2 separate regions of the Ovis aries genome follow, and region 2 is linked to region 1. A link is a contact called in public Hi-C data. All regions are on one chromosome and are shown on one strand. The core of a region is the stretch at or near the end of the contact, and the rest is flanking DNA. Distances in the headings are between cores, read along the strand shown.

What was found. Hi-C and Micro-C count contacts between places; a contact is called where the count stands out from the background.
Region 2: a contact with region 1 is called in a Hi-C map of mixed tissues, with 2.0 times the contacts expected there. The contact joins the promoter of DNAJA4 here to the promoter of CIB2 in region 1. A contact is called at or near these places in 2 of 16 Hi-C or Micro-C datasets (mixed tissues and retroperitoneal adipose tissue).

Annotation. Positions count from the first base shown.
Region 1 is chr18:28,330,145-28,334,424 of ARS-UI_Ramb_v3.0, forward strand. CIB2 (calcium and integrin binding family member 2) reads right to left here and starts at 1,855. Exons shown (of 7, transcript XM_042235178.2): 1 at 1,700-1,855.
Region 2 is chr18:28,475,761-28,480,040 of ARS-UI_Ramb_v3.0, forward strand. It overlaps DNAJA4 (DnaJ heat shock protein family (Hsp40) member A4), which reads left to right and starts at 1,786. Exons shown (of 7, transcript XM_042235183.1): 1 at 1,786-2,035; 2 at 2,394-2,532. The coding sequence starts at 1,956. LOC121817100 (a long non-coding RNA gene) reads right to left here and starts at 2,148. Exons shown (of 2, transcript XR_009597233.1): 1 at 1-2,148.

The sequences.
Region 1 (4,280 bases), core at 605-3,104:
AACTGAGTGGGAATCCAGGTTCCCTACCCTCATGAGGGGACTCTCTTGAGCGTGGCTACCTGCTTGCTTGGCCCCACCTGCAGGTCTTTACCCAAGCGGTCTTCTCGGTCTAGAAGGCCTCTTCCGGGACCCTGATGACCAAAATGCCACTGATCTTTCAAGGGTCTGTGCAACTGCTGTCTTATTTCCAGACCTACCATTCAAAGCAAAGCTCCCCTTCCCTCCAGGTCTCCCATTGACCCCTAGAGCCCTCCCCTAGAGCACACTCACAGCCTGCCTCTCTGGAGGTAACAGTCTGTTTCTGCAGCCAGCGAGGGCCTTGAAGACAAAGAGTACACACAGCCCCCAGCCTCAACAAAAGGATTGAGCCTTGAATTCACAAGTCAAATTCTTGTGTGAACTTTCACTCACAGGGTACTGAATGGCTCCTCAGCCTTTGTTTACTCTCCTGTAAAACAGGGCTAATAATCCTGCTCTCGGTGATGATCAAATGACTTGATGCATAGAGAGCATTCATTATAGCGTTGGGCACAGGGAAGGCACTCCACCGATGTGGCGCCCCCCACTCCTTCTCAGGGCCTCACGTGGAACTGAGAAAGTACTGTTATTGACAACCAGCGCTTCCAGGAGCAAAAGGGGTGCCCACATCAGAGGACCCATACTTCAGGCTTGATTCTGAAATGTTCACAAAGGCAAGGGGCGGCCATGGAGACCCTACGGGTGTTCATCTCCCCCAGTCATGCTTCACATAGGCCACAATACTGTCTAGGCCTCTCTGCCTGGCAGAGCCTGGAAAGAAGCATCAGAGTTGGGCCTGGGAGGATAAGCGAGATCACCTGAAGCCTGAGGAGCAGCATCCCAGAGAATGTGCAAAAAGGAGCAGGAAAGAGCCCAGTGTGTCAAGGGAAGGAGGATAGCTCTGCGGTGGCTGCAGTGCGCAGGGCAGGAAAAGAGCCTCAGCAGGCTGGCCAGGGCTCTGGGCAAGTCAGGAGTTTGGGCTCCATCCTGCAACCACAGAAAAGTTTGCACATGGGTGGGAGGGCACTGGGATATGATCTGGGCAGCTCCCTAACTCTGGAAGCAGAGGGACCTAGGAGGGGTGGTTGCTGGGGCCTAAGGGAGCTCGGAGAGGTGACCATATAAGGCTGGCACCTGGCTTGACTTCTTGTGCCAGTTACTTTCATGCGGGGGGCAGAGGGAAAGATCCCAGTGGGTAACAAGACATCCCCAACCCAGAATCGTATTTGGGGACTGACGCGCTTCACTTCCAACCCAGCTCATTTTTGCTGTACAGACTCACTCTCCTCGGCGGCTTCCCGGGTTTTGAGGGCTGGGAGAGTCCTCCCTCCAGCTTAAGTTTAAGGATTCCATCTCAGCGCCAATGTGGGCTCTGGGATGAGTGGTCGGGAAGGGGTTTGGGTCCAGACTGGGGCCAAAAGCAAGAAGTTTGAATGAGAGAGAGAAAAGGGGAGCAGAAAGACACGCCTGCGAGAATCTTCTAACTGGAAAGCTCTCATTCCTCGGGTGGGGAAACTGAGGCTTGGAGAAGTCACCGGCCCAAGGTCACGCGTCGAGCTGAAGGCAGAAGCAAGGTTTGAACCTGGTGAACCGGCTTTCGGGAGGCCTCTGCAAGCGACGGGAAAAAGAAGGGAGGGAGACGAAGGGCGCCGCTTCGGGATCCGGGGGCGGCCAGACTCACCTGGTAGTTGTCCAGCTGCTCTTCCGTGAAGATGGTCTGCTTGTTCCCCATGGTGGCCGCGGCGCCGTCGCTTGCCCGCCCGGGCTCCGCCTCCCATCCGCGGCCGCCGGAGCCCCGCGCCCGCGGCCCTCGCCAGCCCCGCGGCGGGCAGCTTCCGACGGCCGCCGGACCCACCGCCCCGCCCCGCCCGCGCCGCGCCGCGCCGCGCCCCGCAGCCCACCGAAGGGGGCGGGGCGGGGGCCTGGGAGGCGGGGAAGCGGACCCGGAGCGCTGCGACTCCGCCCCGCGGCCTGGAGAGGGCGGGCGCCCGGCTCCCGGCTGCCGCGCGCCCCGGGCCCGCCAGGGGGCGGCCTGGTCTCGGGAGGTGCTGCCCGGCCTGTCTGGCGCCCGCGCCCGAGGCGGCTGGGCGGACCCGGGAACTTCCGGCCGCCGGGAGTCCAAGGGGCGCGGGGCTGAGGGTGCCAGGCCCGGACCGATCCATCTGAGGGGTGCAGTGGGGGCAAGTAGGTGATCTTGGCGCCCCTGCAGCTGGGGCGCAGGGCGTTAGCGCGGAGCAGGGGGAGAGCCGAGGACTGTGAGTGCGTGGATGCAGCCAGGGCCCGGTTCTGCCAGCATCTCACAGCCTGACCTTGGGCCCAGCCCCTCCGCGGAAAAGGAGGGAGTCTCTCGAGATGACCTTTAAGGTCTCTCCTGGCCTGATCTGGCCTTTGACCACGGCCTGGACAGAGTATCTCAGGCCTTCTGGGTCCCTTAGGGAGGAGGACGGGATTTGCTTGTCTTTCTTTGAGCCTTTGGATCCAAACGAGGGACTTGAGGGGGGTTAAAAGACTGTGTGCAGAGGCTTATTGTGACAAAGGCCAGGGCGTCTCCTGGGGCTTTTAAAGAAATGCCATCCACTGCAGCAAATGGAGCCACCGCTGACTAGTTACCTTTTATGGGTCCAGCTCACACACTGGTTATTTCTAATCCCAGGACAGCTGATTCTGCAGGTATTATCTCCATTTTACAGGTGAGAAAACTGAGGCTGAGAATCGTTCAGTAACTTGCCCAGGGTTCCACGGCTGGGAGGTAGCAGAACCTGAGCTGGACTCCAGCACTGGCTCAGCCCACACCTGGACTTTGATGAGAAGGCGGGGACTTCATGCCTTAAAATCGGTGGTTTGTTTCTTTAACCACCGAGAGCAGTGCATCAGAACCACTTGGGAGGCTCCACCCCCAGAGTGTCTTGATTTAGTTCTCCAGGGGTGAAGAAGGTGGGCGGGCAACCAGTTCCCAGGTGATGCTGCTGCTCCTGGCCCTGGCTTTGAGTTGCTAAGGCTGAAGGTCCGGGTTCCAATAGGAGCAAGGATCTAAGTTTGGCAGACGACCCCTGGTATTTCTACATTTTCCGTTTGTATCTGAGGTTCCTGGTTGGAGTTTTCTGACACGATTTTGCCACCCTCTGGTGAAAGTAGCAGCCATCAGCTTAACAGACAAGCCTCCCTGTTGATAGGGTAAGAGTCATCAGAGGCATAATCAATTGCTATCAGATGGGCAGGAAACAATTCAGAAGCCCAGGGGATGGCTGACCAGCCTTCAGAGACCACCTCACCATCCTTCATTTATATTGGACATTTATAGTGGACAGCTGTGGGAAAGAAGGACATATCTATGACCAGAGATTCAGAGAATGTGGAACTTTAGAGCAGAGACAGGCCTTTATAAGATTCTTTCCATCTGTAATTCCTCTTTCTCCCACATTAGCGTTGAGGAAACGGAAACCTTTTCTGAACCACACAATCACTATTAACAAGCATCTTAGGTTCCCCCTTGCCCACCAAGAGGCCGGAATTCTGTGTGCTCACATCCTGCTCTGGTACATTCTTTTACAGTTGTGAACATGATACGCATTTGCATGCCAAGTATTCCTGGCAGTAAAGCCAGACCTTCTACAAAGAGGACTGTGTTTCAGTTCTGGGAGTCCCTCCTCTCACAGGTGATAAATAGAAGCAAGCAACCTGAGGAGAATACTCCATTAAATCCTTTGTGATCACTATTGCCATTGCCCTAAAAGAGGCCCTCTCTTTTGAACTATTACAGCAATGCTGTGAGGAGGGGCATGGCATATAATTCCCTAGTTACAGATGGGAAACCCAAGGCTCAGTGAGGCTCAGCTGGGAAGGGGCAAAGCAGGACTCTCACCTCTTTCTCTGATTCCATATGGTGCTTCTGCTGCTTCCAGCTGTTGGGTGTGGTCCCTGAAAAAAACTCTGTTTAAGGGAAGGGTGGAGGGAGGGAGAAAAACTGATTACCTACTCTGCATCTAGGATTGTGTTGGATGCTTCACTGAATAGGATTATTCCATGAACACTGCTTAAGTCTACAGAGTTTGGTGTTATTATCCCATTTCACAGAAGAAGAAATAACCTCAGAAAAGGTGACTTGCCCAAGGTCACGCAGCTGGTGATGGGTGGATTTAAATCTGGGTCCTGACTGTCGTGATCACACTGTCTAGGGGCAGGGGAACGTGTGCTTACTGAAGTTTAAAGGTGGCCAAGTCCTAGGCAATTGCAGTCTTTGTAAAAGATGTAACATCAGAAGG
Region 2 (4,280 bases), core at 536-3,035, 150 kb after region 1:
TAAAGGAAAGAATCTTTGTCAGCTTCTTCAGCTTAGATAGGGCTTCCCTGGTGCCTCAGTCGGTAAAGAATCTGCCTTCAATGTGGGAGATTCAGTTTCAACCCCTGGATCAGGAAGATCCCCTGGAGAAGGAAATGGCAACCCACTCCAGATTCTTGCTTGGAGAGTTCCATAGACAGAGAAACTGGTGGGCTACAGTCCATGGGTCACAAAGAGCTGGACATGAGTGACTAACACTTTTCAGCTTAGATAAAAGCAAAAAGAACAAAATGCATCATGGTGCGATGAGACCATGTGCCAGCTGCTTGAGGAGGTCGTGAGGCAGATACTGTTAATATTATCCCTATTAAAAGGCTGAGGAATCTAAGGCTCAGTTAAATCGCCTGCCCAAGGGCAGGCAGCCTGATGTAGCAACTGGAACCTAGGTCTCACTGATTCCAGAGTTCACAGTCCCATTCTATGCATCTGGGCTCTGACCACTCACATAGGCCCTTCCTGCCAGTCGCTGGTTCAGACTACTGAATCTGGGTAAATGTGTGGTGTAGGGCAGTGGCTCTCAGCTCTGGCTGCACGCTGGAATCACCTGGAGAACTTGAAAAGGACTGACACTTGGGTTCCACCAAGAGAAGTTTGGATGCGATTAGTCTGGGGTGCAGCCTGGACACAGGGATTTTTAGACGCGCCCAAGTGATCCCCATGAACAGCCAGGTTTGAGATCCACTGTCTTAGAAGCCTTCAGTCATCATCCCATTTGATCCCTGCAAGAGCCCCGTGGGGGTGGCAGGCAAGTGGCAATAACCATGTCCTGCTGATGAAGAAACAAGTTCAGAGAGGCTAAGGCTTATCTAGTTAATAACATCTGGATATGGAATCAAGCTTGTTGACTTCCAGCTCTGAGCATTCTCTGCTCTCCAGTGGTCTAATTGAGAGGGGAAAAGCAATGTTTCCAAGAACAAAAATGAGCAGCTTAATTTCTCTCGGAAGTTAAAAGTCATTTCTCACCCCCACTGACTACCTGGAGGAGGGTATGGTGCTCGCCTCAGCCACAGGACCCAAAACGAGGCCAAGGGATCCCAGGAAGGTGAGCAGCGGCCTCCCCTTCCTGACAGCGCTCCACCCGCAAAGTCAAGGCTGGGCTGGAGCAGAAGGCCTGCAATTCTCTGATAGTGCTGCCTGCCACGCCCACGTCACTACAGTGAGTAGCGATCCTGGTTCCCAGGCACCCACCGGGAGCTGGGCACAGCGGAAGAAGTCAGGGTCTTGTTACCGCACCAGGCAGGGAGGGTCCTGCTGCAGTCTCCAGAACCACTCTCCTACCCGACTCCCCACGCCCATTGCGCCCACCAGCCTGGACCAACCTGGGTGGTTCGGAGGAGGAGGGGTCTCTGCCCACCTTTGGGAGACATAGGGGATGTCACTGCTCCTATCTAACGGGCGTCATCTGGGGGACGTCACTGCTTACTCTTGGGAGACTTCAGGGGTTCCCAGTTGTGGGTAGTTGAGAGACCACCATCCACAGCTGGGGCCAGCAAAGCACCACTGTACGCACCTGGAAGGGCTTTGGCTCACCTCAGCCTTGAAGATGCCCCAGGGGAGGTGCCAGCAGCTGCAGGGCCTCGGGAAATGCGGCCCTAGCACAGTAGAGGGCCCCTACCCACTCAAAACCCCTAAAAAAATGCAACAATACGAGGCAGGCCTCAGGGCGCATCCCAGCCATGACCAAACAAGAGGACGGCCACACCCCCAGGGAGAGGCCGGGTGGGGAACGCGGGGCGCAGCCCTCCCAGTCCAACCCCTTGGGGCAGGGTTCCCGCCGACGCTGCCCTCCAGACCACCCGATCCTCGAGCCGGCCAGACCCACGGACCCGCGGAAGGGAAAGGGGACGGCCTCGCGTCGGCGGGACGGCCGTCGGAAGGCGCCCTCCACGCCGAAGCCGTCTTCCAAACACCCCAACATGGCCCGGGGCGGCAGTCAGAACTGGAGCTCCGGGGAGTCAGACGGGCGGCCGGAGGAGCAGACGACCGAGGATACCGGGTGAGCCGGGGGGTGTCGCGCCGGGCCGGGGCGTCGGGAGTCCCGGCCGAGAACCTGTCGCCGCGCCCCAGCCCACCAGGTCCAGGCGCCGCCGGAACCTCCGCGAAGGTTCTGGGCCTTTGTGGCGTCACTGTCTCCTTGCGGAACCTTCCGCCGGCGCCGGATAAAACCCGCCGCGGAGGAGCCGGCGGCTCGAGTGCGGCGGTGCCGGGCGCGGAGGTCGGCCCGGCGCGGGCGGGCGGGAGGGCGGCGGCGGCGGCCGTGACCGTGACGCGCGGGCGGGCGGCGGGGGCGCGGGCCGGGGGCCCGGCGGGGGCGTCCGGGGCGCGCTGACCGTCCTGCCCGCCCCACCCCGCAGAGACAAGATGGTGAAGGAGACCCAGTACTATGACATCCTGGGGGTGAAGCCCAGCGCCTCCCCGGAGGAGATCAAGAAGGCCTATCGGAAGCTGGCGCTCAAGTACCACCCAGACAAGAACCCGGATGAGGGCGAGAAGGTGCTGGCCGGGCTCGGGGCGGCGCGGGCCGGGCTCGCGCGGGGCCCGCCGTCAATTATTCAGCCCGCAGCTCGGGGGCTGTGAATTATTGAAGGCGGCGGGGAACCCGAGCCACGCTTGCTGAGGAGGCGGTCGCCAGGTGCCGCGAGCACCCCGCCGCGGGGCCGGGCCGGGCCGGGCCCTGGGGTGGCCCGAGGCCGAGGGGGCGCGGCGCGGTCAGATGGAGGGCACTTCGCCGAGCCCCAGGCTCGCCGGGCGGAGTATCAGGACTGGTGACCCCTGGCGACTCCCCGCTCGGCCCATTCATTCCTCTGGTCGCTCCACAAGTGTTTAGGGGGCGCCTCTGAATGCGGGGGAGGGCCGGGACGGAAACGTGAGGGCCCCCGTTCTCCTAGGGTTTACGGACATTCCTCTAGGAAAGGCTGCCAGCACGCAGGGAAACTGAGGCACACGCGATCAGAAGTTGTGTTCCTGCTGGGAACGACTGGATTTGAGTTAGTCTTGTTCTGTTTTTCTCTGTTGATGCACAAGCCTTGGAGATGAATTTCTTTAATCTGAGCTAGTACCTTGGACATCCCGGTGTCCCTCTGGAGAATAGCTGACTTTGTCCTGTGTGCCTATGTCCTGCCCGATCAAGGTTGTCAGACACTGACTAATCACCTTTTCTTTATTAGACAGAGACATGGAGATCTTTAACCTGACATCATTTTATATGAACATTCTGGGTTTTCTGTGACCGATGACCCGCAGTTGACCTTAAGGACCAATAATAGGCTAAACAATGCTCTGCATACATAAATGAAAGGCCTAAGTGAAACTTTTTCATCCTGTTCATAGGAGAGAAGAATCAACCTGCTTTTTATGCCCGAGGCTTGTTACCCACCAGAGCAGGTGTTTAGAAGGATGAGGCATTTATCCTTGGGAAAGCTTATTGGCCTTCTCACTCCTCCTCTGACTTCTTGCTGTTGTCTTATAAAACTTGGGATGTCCTGGATGGTTGTTGGGAGGTGGGGTTTTGTAGTAGGTGATAGCGATGACACTTGGACCACTTTTGAAGCTGTAGTTCACTCCTCTAACACTTAGACTTGCCCGAAACAGCGCCAGGATCAAAATACCTGTCTGTGGGAGCGTTTGCAAGCTGGAGAAAGCTGCCTAAGAAGGTTGGCTGGGTGGCAACAGTGATAGAATGTTTATATTTAGCCACATGTGCCGAGTGTGGCTGTCACAAGTTTAAAATGCTTTCCTGTAAGACCATTTGTCTGTTACTTGTGTTCTTTCTCATCTATATTTAGGTGGCTTACTGTAGCTTTGAAAGTCACTGGCTTTTTATGTAGTGTTGGTGATTCATAGATTTGCTCCCTCTATTCATTGTAGGCTGTTTCTGAGAACATCCTTTAAGGAGAGCACAGCCAGGCTTCTAATTTCACGTTTCAGGGGCAGCGTGTGGGACAGCCTCTGACCCCGGTTCAGGTCAGATCTCAAAGCTCTGTTCAAGCGTAAATCATGGCTGTGTGCCTGCAGTTGGAGTGAGTCGGCTGCTGGTGTTCTGAAGCTTTTTTTAAAATTAGACTTGACCAGTAATACATTTCTGTAGGTGTTGCCTTGCATATCTGAGCAGAGATGGTTGATTTGTTTTAAACTAATATTTATAACCAGGTATTGAATTAGTGAGACTCTTGAAGTGTCTGGCAGGTCCCTTTCAGCTTAGAGGGAGGTAGGGGAGGGGTTCTATGATGTTTCAGGAATAC